2 separate regions of the Mus musculus genome follow, and region 1 is linked to region 2. A link is a contact called in public promoter capture Hi-C data. All regions are on one chromosome and are shown on one strand. The core of a region is the stretch at or near the end of the contact, and the rest is flanking DNA. Distances in the headings are between cores, read along the strand shown. Region 1 has its middle 7.4 kb from the start of Gm14320. Region 2 overlaps Spata2 (spermatogenesis associated 2).

Region 1 (2,700 bases), core at 116-2,615, 190 kb after region 2:
TGGAGAGCAAGCCAGTAAGCAATGTTCATCCATGGCTTCTGCTTCTGCTCCTGCCTCCTGGTTCCTGCCATCACTGGCTTCCCTCAGTGACCTGAGAGTTGTAAGCTGGAATCAGCCCTTCTTGCTGCCTGCTTTTGGTCATGGTGTTTTTCACAGCAATAGAAACCCTGCCTCAGACATCCTTCTGTGTGGAAATCAGGGTTCCCTGAAGTTAAGCAGCACCGTTCTTGCTCCTCTGAAGTCTATGATTAGTTAGCATGGGATTGACCTTCCCTTAGTTAGCATGGGATTGACCTTCCCTTAGTATAAGCTAAGCAACATCCTCCTCTGGTTCCTGAGGGCACAGAGAATGGCTCAGAGGTGATCAGGTGACTTTAGGAGGTTCAACCACAGTGGACTTCAGGATCCTGGGATATGAAGGAGGCTGGTCTCAACAGGACCTGCTAGCACAGGACTGGGGGTAGAGGCCTTGCCTAATCTGTACTAAGTGCTGGGTTTGGTCCCAGGTACCACAGAGACCAGGTGACCCCTGCCAGGAGACACACGCCTGTGGGCCCAGCACTGGGCATCCTCCTATTCCCATAGACAATCCTTGAAGCCGGGGTAGAGCTCGGATGTCCAAGGTTCTCGGGTCTAGTTCTATAATACATGGCCTCTAATCCCAGGTCTGGACCTGTTACTGATCTGCTTAGCAGCCTTTGAGCCAGAAGTCTCACAGACTCATTTCCTCCTTTTGTTGACCCAGGTAAATCAAACAGACCAGGAGCTTCCAGGAATTGCTCCTCCTCTTTCCTTGGCTGCAGGCAGTGCCAACAGCCTTTGACCCATGGGTTGTCCAGGGAGCTGGGGACTGACACTTTCAGCCCAGAGGCACTCAGCTGCTGGAGGAGGGTGTGGCTGCTGGAGCCACAGTGACCAGCATAATTGCCTTTCCTTTCTTTTCGCCTCCTTTAAGGTTTTCTTAAAATTCTTTGTGTGTAGGTTTGAGACAAGTTGCCTAGAACTGGTGGGCTCTTGGGAATTGAGTTGGCTCTCTCATCCCGCCACATTGGCCTGCACCTGGGGAGGCTCGAGGGGTCAAACATAGGTTCTGAGGCTTGGCAGCAAACCCCTTTTACCACTGAGCCATCTCAAAGGTTCTGTTTCCCTTGTGCCACCCCAACCTTGTGGCAATCCTCCTGCCTCAGCCTTCCCTGTACAGGGATAACAGGCCTGTGCCACCATGCCCAGCCGGTCCATGTGGCCCTTAACTCTCTTAGTGTTTGGGCTGGCGAGTGTCCGTCCGATGCCATCTCGTGCTCTGTAGATTGTTTCTTAGGGACCCAGGGCTCACTGTCACTGAATGTCATTGACAATTCTCCATGAAATTGGACCTTGGCACCAAGTTCTAGTCACTCCCTATTCTAATTGCGTTGACTGAACCCACAGTGGGAAGAGCAGACTCACAAGCTCATCCTCTGGCCCCACACTCTTACCCACCCCCCACACTCTTACCCATCCCCCACACTCTTACCCACCCCCCACACTCTTACCCATCCCCCACACTCTTACCCATCCCCCACACTCTTACCCATCCCCCACACTCTTACCCATCCCCCACACTCTTACCCATCCCCCACAATAATGAGGAAAGATGGGAGAAGGGAGGGGGGAGGAAACGGGACAGTATGTTCCCGAGCGCGTCCCCAAACATGCCCCTCCCATTCTCGAGTCCACGGGTCATCCAGCACTGTAATATCTTCGTAGAGAAAGTCATCCTCCAGCGCCTGGTGATGCAGCAATACAGCTTTGGTGCACACCCCCCCCCCCCAAAATGCAAAGCGAGGTCTTAGAACAGTACAAAACAACTGTTCTGCTGTGATAGCAGCTGGAGATAGAGTCTCCTGGGAGCCCCGGGCAGCTGTCAGCTGTCTAAACTGGCAGTCGGGGAGAGGGGGAGGAGAGAGAGGGAGAGAGAGATGCGTTAGCCTCAGAGTCAAGTCGACTGGGTACCAGTTTTTATCAATGGAACAGTCCTGGAAGGTCCAGGTCTGGGGAGGGTGGGGCCTCTGCTGAGTCACCTTAGCTCCTGTTGAAAACACCAACTGTTTATTTTTTTCCCCCTAGGGCTTTGAAATTTATTAGTTTGGTTTTTCTAGGCTGTCCTGGAACTCTCCATGTAGACCAGTCTGTCCTTGAACTCACAGAGATCCTTCTGCCTCTGCCTCCCAAGTACTGGGACTAAAGGCTTGTGCCAAAATGTCTGTGTTGGGTTTTTTGTTTGTTTTGTTTTGTTTTGTTTTGTTTTGTTTTGTTTTGTTTTGTTTTTTGAGACAGGGTTTCTCTGTATAGCCCTGGCTGTCCTGGAACTCACTCTGTAGACCAGGCTGTCCTGGAACTCAGAAATCTGCCTGCCTCTGCCTCCCAAGTGCTGGGATTAAAGGCGTGCGCCACCACGCCCGGCTAATGTCTGGTTTTTTTGTGGTGATATAGGGATGTGGCTCAGGTAGTAGAGCCCTAGTCCTGGGTTCCATCCCACAACTGCAAAAATCAGATAATGCTCATCTGCCATCCCAGCAAGGGAGAGGTGGAGGCCAGATCACGAGTTCAAGGTCATCCTTGGCTGGTAAAGAAGTTGGTGTTGTCTGGACTCCATGAGACCCTGTCAACTACCACTACCACAATAATAAATTTAAATCTATGGTAAAATACACAGAAAAT
Region 2 (2,700 bases), core at 66-2,565:
GTGGGCAGAGAAAAAAAAGGCATGCTATAGAGAAGCCTGTTCAAACCAGATGCAGAGCGCGACCGCAGGGAGGGATGGCGAGCTCCTGCCTGGAGACCACAGGCAAGAGCACACTAAATGCACACCACCGAGCAAGGAGTACACGTGGCCCGGGAGGCCAGGAGACCATGGTTTCTGACTATGTGAAGGCTCTGTACCACAGGAGAAGCACAGGGGTGGAATTACAGAGAGAGATACTAAGCCCCAGGATGTCCATTTTGAGCCTTCTGTCACAGTTTCAGGAACACCCAAGGCTGGGATGTAGCTCAGGGACAGAGCGTGCACTACAGGTTTAATCCCTAGCACGACAATAAACAAACAAATGCACATGCCAGGATTCCAGCCCCTGGCCCTGCTAGGGAAAGTGCAGAGAATCTTCTCTCAAGCCCCAGCCAACACACACCTACCCACCCCTCAACTGGGACTCTGGTCCACACCAGCTCCCAGCTGCCTGGAGCCCATGGGCTGAGAACAGGGGCACGTGCACGCGGGAGGGAGCAGCAGGCAGAGGCGGCCACCCCACCTCACCTTGATGCTGCGGAACTCCTTCTTCCAGGGGAACAGGAAGAGGTTGATGGCCATTGTCTCCAGCATGCTGAAGGCGCAGTGCAGAGCACTCAGGCTGGAGCTGCTCAGCGAGCGGAGGGAGCTCTCCACCACCTCATAAAACTGGATCAGCCGAAATCGATATAAAGGGTCCACCTTGTGCAGGCTGAGCAGGGTGGCAGCTGCCACGCGCAGGTACTCATCGCTGCCAGGCTGCTGGTTGCCGGGGGTGGTGTCCACTTTGCCCTCATGGAACTGCACGTACTTCCGGAATAAGTCATCCTTGTACTTCGTATCCATTGAACTGGGCTTCCCCAAATCAAACCCAAGGGCTACCTCATCTCCCCCATGGCTCTGGAACTGGAGGCTGGCACATCACATGAAGAACTGGCCTGGTGCCCATGGACCAGCGCATGCTCTGAAAAGGGGGGAACAAGAAACCATTACCCTTCTGACTGGTGCCTATCCCAGCTTCAGAATGCCAAGGACAGCAAAGCCAAGAGCTGGCCTAGAGTAAGCTGGCTCTTGAGCCCAGATGGCCCCCATGTGCTCTTCCACCTCACTGACACAGAACACAGATGGGCCAGGCGCTGCTGCTCACCAGCTCACAGGAGTGACTAATGCCCCCAAAGGCAAGGTTCGGGGAGCGAGCCGGTGCACACTTGGCCTTGGTGTGACAGGAGGAGGAGTCTGGGAAAACCCCAAGGCACACTTAAACCTGAAGCACTGCCAGGCCCAGGGTGTGATGCCAGAGGTGGCGGCAGAGAGGTGCTGAGCTGGCACTACAGAGCATGTGCCAGTACTAACCCCTTGCTCCTGAGCAAGTGGGCACAGCAGTTACCATGGCCCCTGAAATCAGCCAGTCATCAAGAGAAGCACCCAGGGTCCCAGATCTCTCAAGGTGGAGATAAGGTCAGAGCCCAGAAAGGCTCCAGAGTCCAGGCCAAGCCCACCACACCCTGTTTTCCTGGAGAAGGAAGGAGCTTGGCACCAACAGAAAGGAGGTTTGCTGCTAATGATCAGGGCACACAGAGGGATTGCTGGTGCAGGGGCCTGACCCACAGCTACTCAGAGGACACACCCACTACTCCTTGGGGACGATGGGACTGCACTGCTTGGTGAGAAGGACCCTGGGTCCAGCTCCCAGCACAACACAGAGCCAGGGCTTCTGGGGAAGTCCACATAAACCACTGGAGAGTTTAATTCAAGGATCTAGATAGGGACTAGAGAGACCAGGCCACTACTGTCCCCTTTACCTTAGAGGGGGCCGCAGCCAGCTGCGAGAAGAAGCACACAGCCCAGCAGCTCACAGGGGACCTCGGGGAAAGACAGCAACTGTCAGTGCCACACACTGCAGACAAACCAGGCTCAAGAGGGCACAGCAGCACCCTCAACCCTTTGGCTCTTTTCTCATGAATCCAGATCAGCACACACAGCTCTGCACACTGTGGCTAAGTAAGGAAAGCACTGACAGCCTCTTCTGCCTTGGCAAGGTATCCACCCTCAAGACACCAGGCTTTCTCAAGAAGGCTCCGTCCACCTTCAGGTAGAGTGGGCGTGACCTGCACCTGCTGCTTTCCTGGCCAGAGCCCCAGTGTGTGGGTGGTGAGCATCCTACTCTAAGCCAGCCTCCACACCTCACTCAGGCGGGGCTTCCCGTCATCAGCACCACTAAGACTGAAGAGGTTAGGGGCCTGGGCTCTCCTTGGGGGCTTGGTATGGCCTGTGGGGTCCTCTAGTATTATCTGGGCTCTGGCAACAATCCCACAGCCCACAGAACCACCCTGGCCTCAGGAAGCCACAGCTCAGCATCTCCAGTTTGGGGACATGAGTGGCAGCATTAACAGTGGGTGAAAGTGAGCAAAACTGGGGGCCCATGCTGGGCATGGCAGTACTCTGTGTGTTCCAGTACTCAGGAGGTAAGGCAAAATGGCCTGTAGTCCACTGCAGAACAAACAAACAGAACCAGAAAGTCCCCTTCCTTTCACCCACTGCCTGTGAGGGTACACAGAAACAAACTGACCTGGGGAGCACAAAAGGGCCCCAAAGATGAGTGCTAAGTCCTGACCAAAACCAGAGGCGGAGGTCATACTTCACAGCAGTCTAGCCTTCCCT

The links. Capture Hi-C pulls out chosen DNA fragments and counts their contacts.
Region 1: a contact with region 2 is called in a promoter capture Hi-C map of adipose tissue. The contact joins two enhancer-like sites. A contact is called at or near these places in 6 of 39 promoter capture datasets (3T3-L1-derived adipocytes, cranial neural crest, liver and 3 more), 1 of 15 datasets of contacts at CTCF or cohesin (the NIH/3T3 cell line), 2 of 484 Hi-C or Micro-C datasets (the G1E-ER4 cell line and embryonic stem cells), 10 of 115 datasets of contacts at active chromatin or transcription factors (the 230-238 cell line, the SCID.adh cell line, effector CD8 T cells and 5 more) and 2 of 9 other capture datasets (adipose tissue and liver).

The regions. Positions count from the first base shown.
Region 1 is chr2:167,670,621-167,673,320 of GRCm38.p6, forward strand. No RefSeq gene overlaps it. Among named protein-coding and RNA genes, the nearest start is that of Gm14320, 7.4 kb to the left of the region's middle. Within about 2 kb of position 1,366, at least 59 of the 459 cell types and tissues checked have an H3K27ac peak or open chromatin away from gene starts, as enhancers often do. A contact at or near this core is called in adipose tissue, where this site is marked.
Region 2 is chr2:167,484,591-167,487,290 of GRCm38.p6, forward strand. It overlaps Spata2 (spermatogenesis associated 2), which reads right to left. Exons shown (of 3, transcript NM_170756.2): 2 at 568-1,003. The coding sequence starts at 885. Among named protein-coding and RNA genes, the nearest start is that of Spata2, 6.9 kb to the right of the region's middle. Within about 2 kb of position 1,316, at least 111 of the 459 cell types and tissues checked have an H3K27ac peak or open chromatin away from gene starts, as enhancers often do. A contact at or near this core is called in adipose tissue, where this site is marked.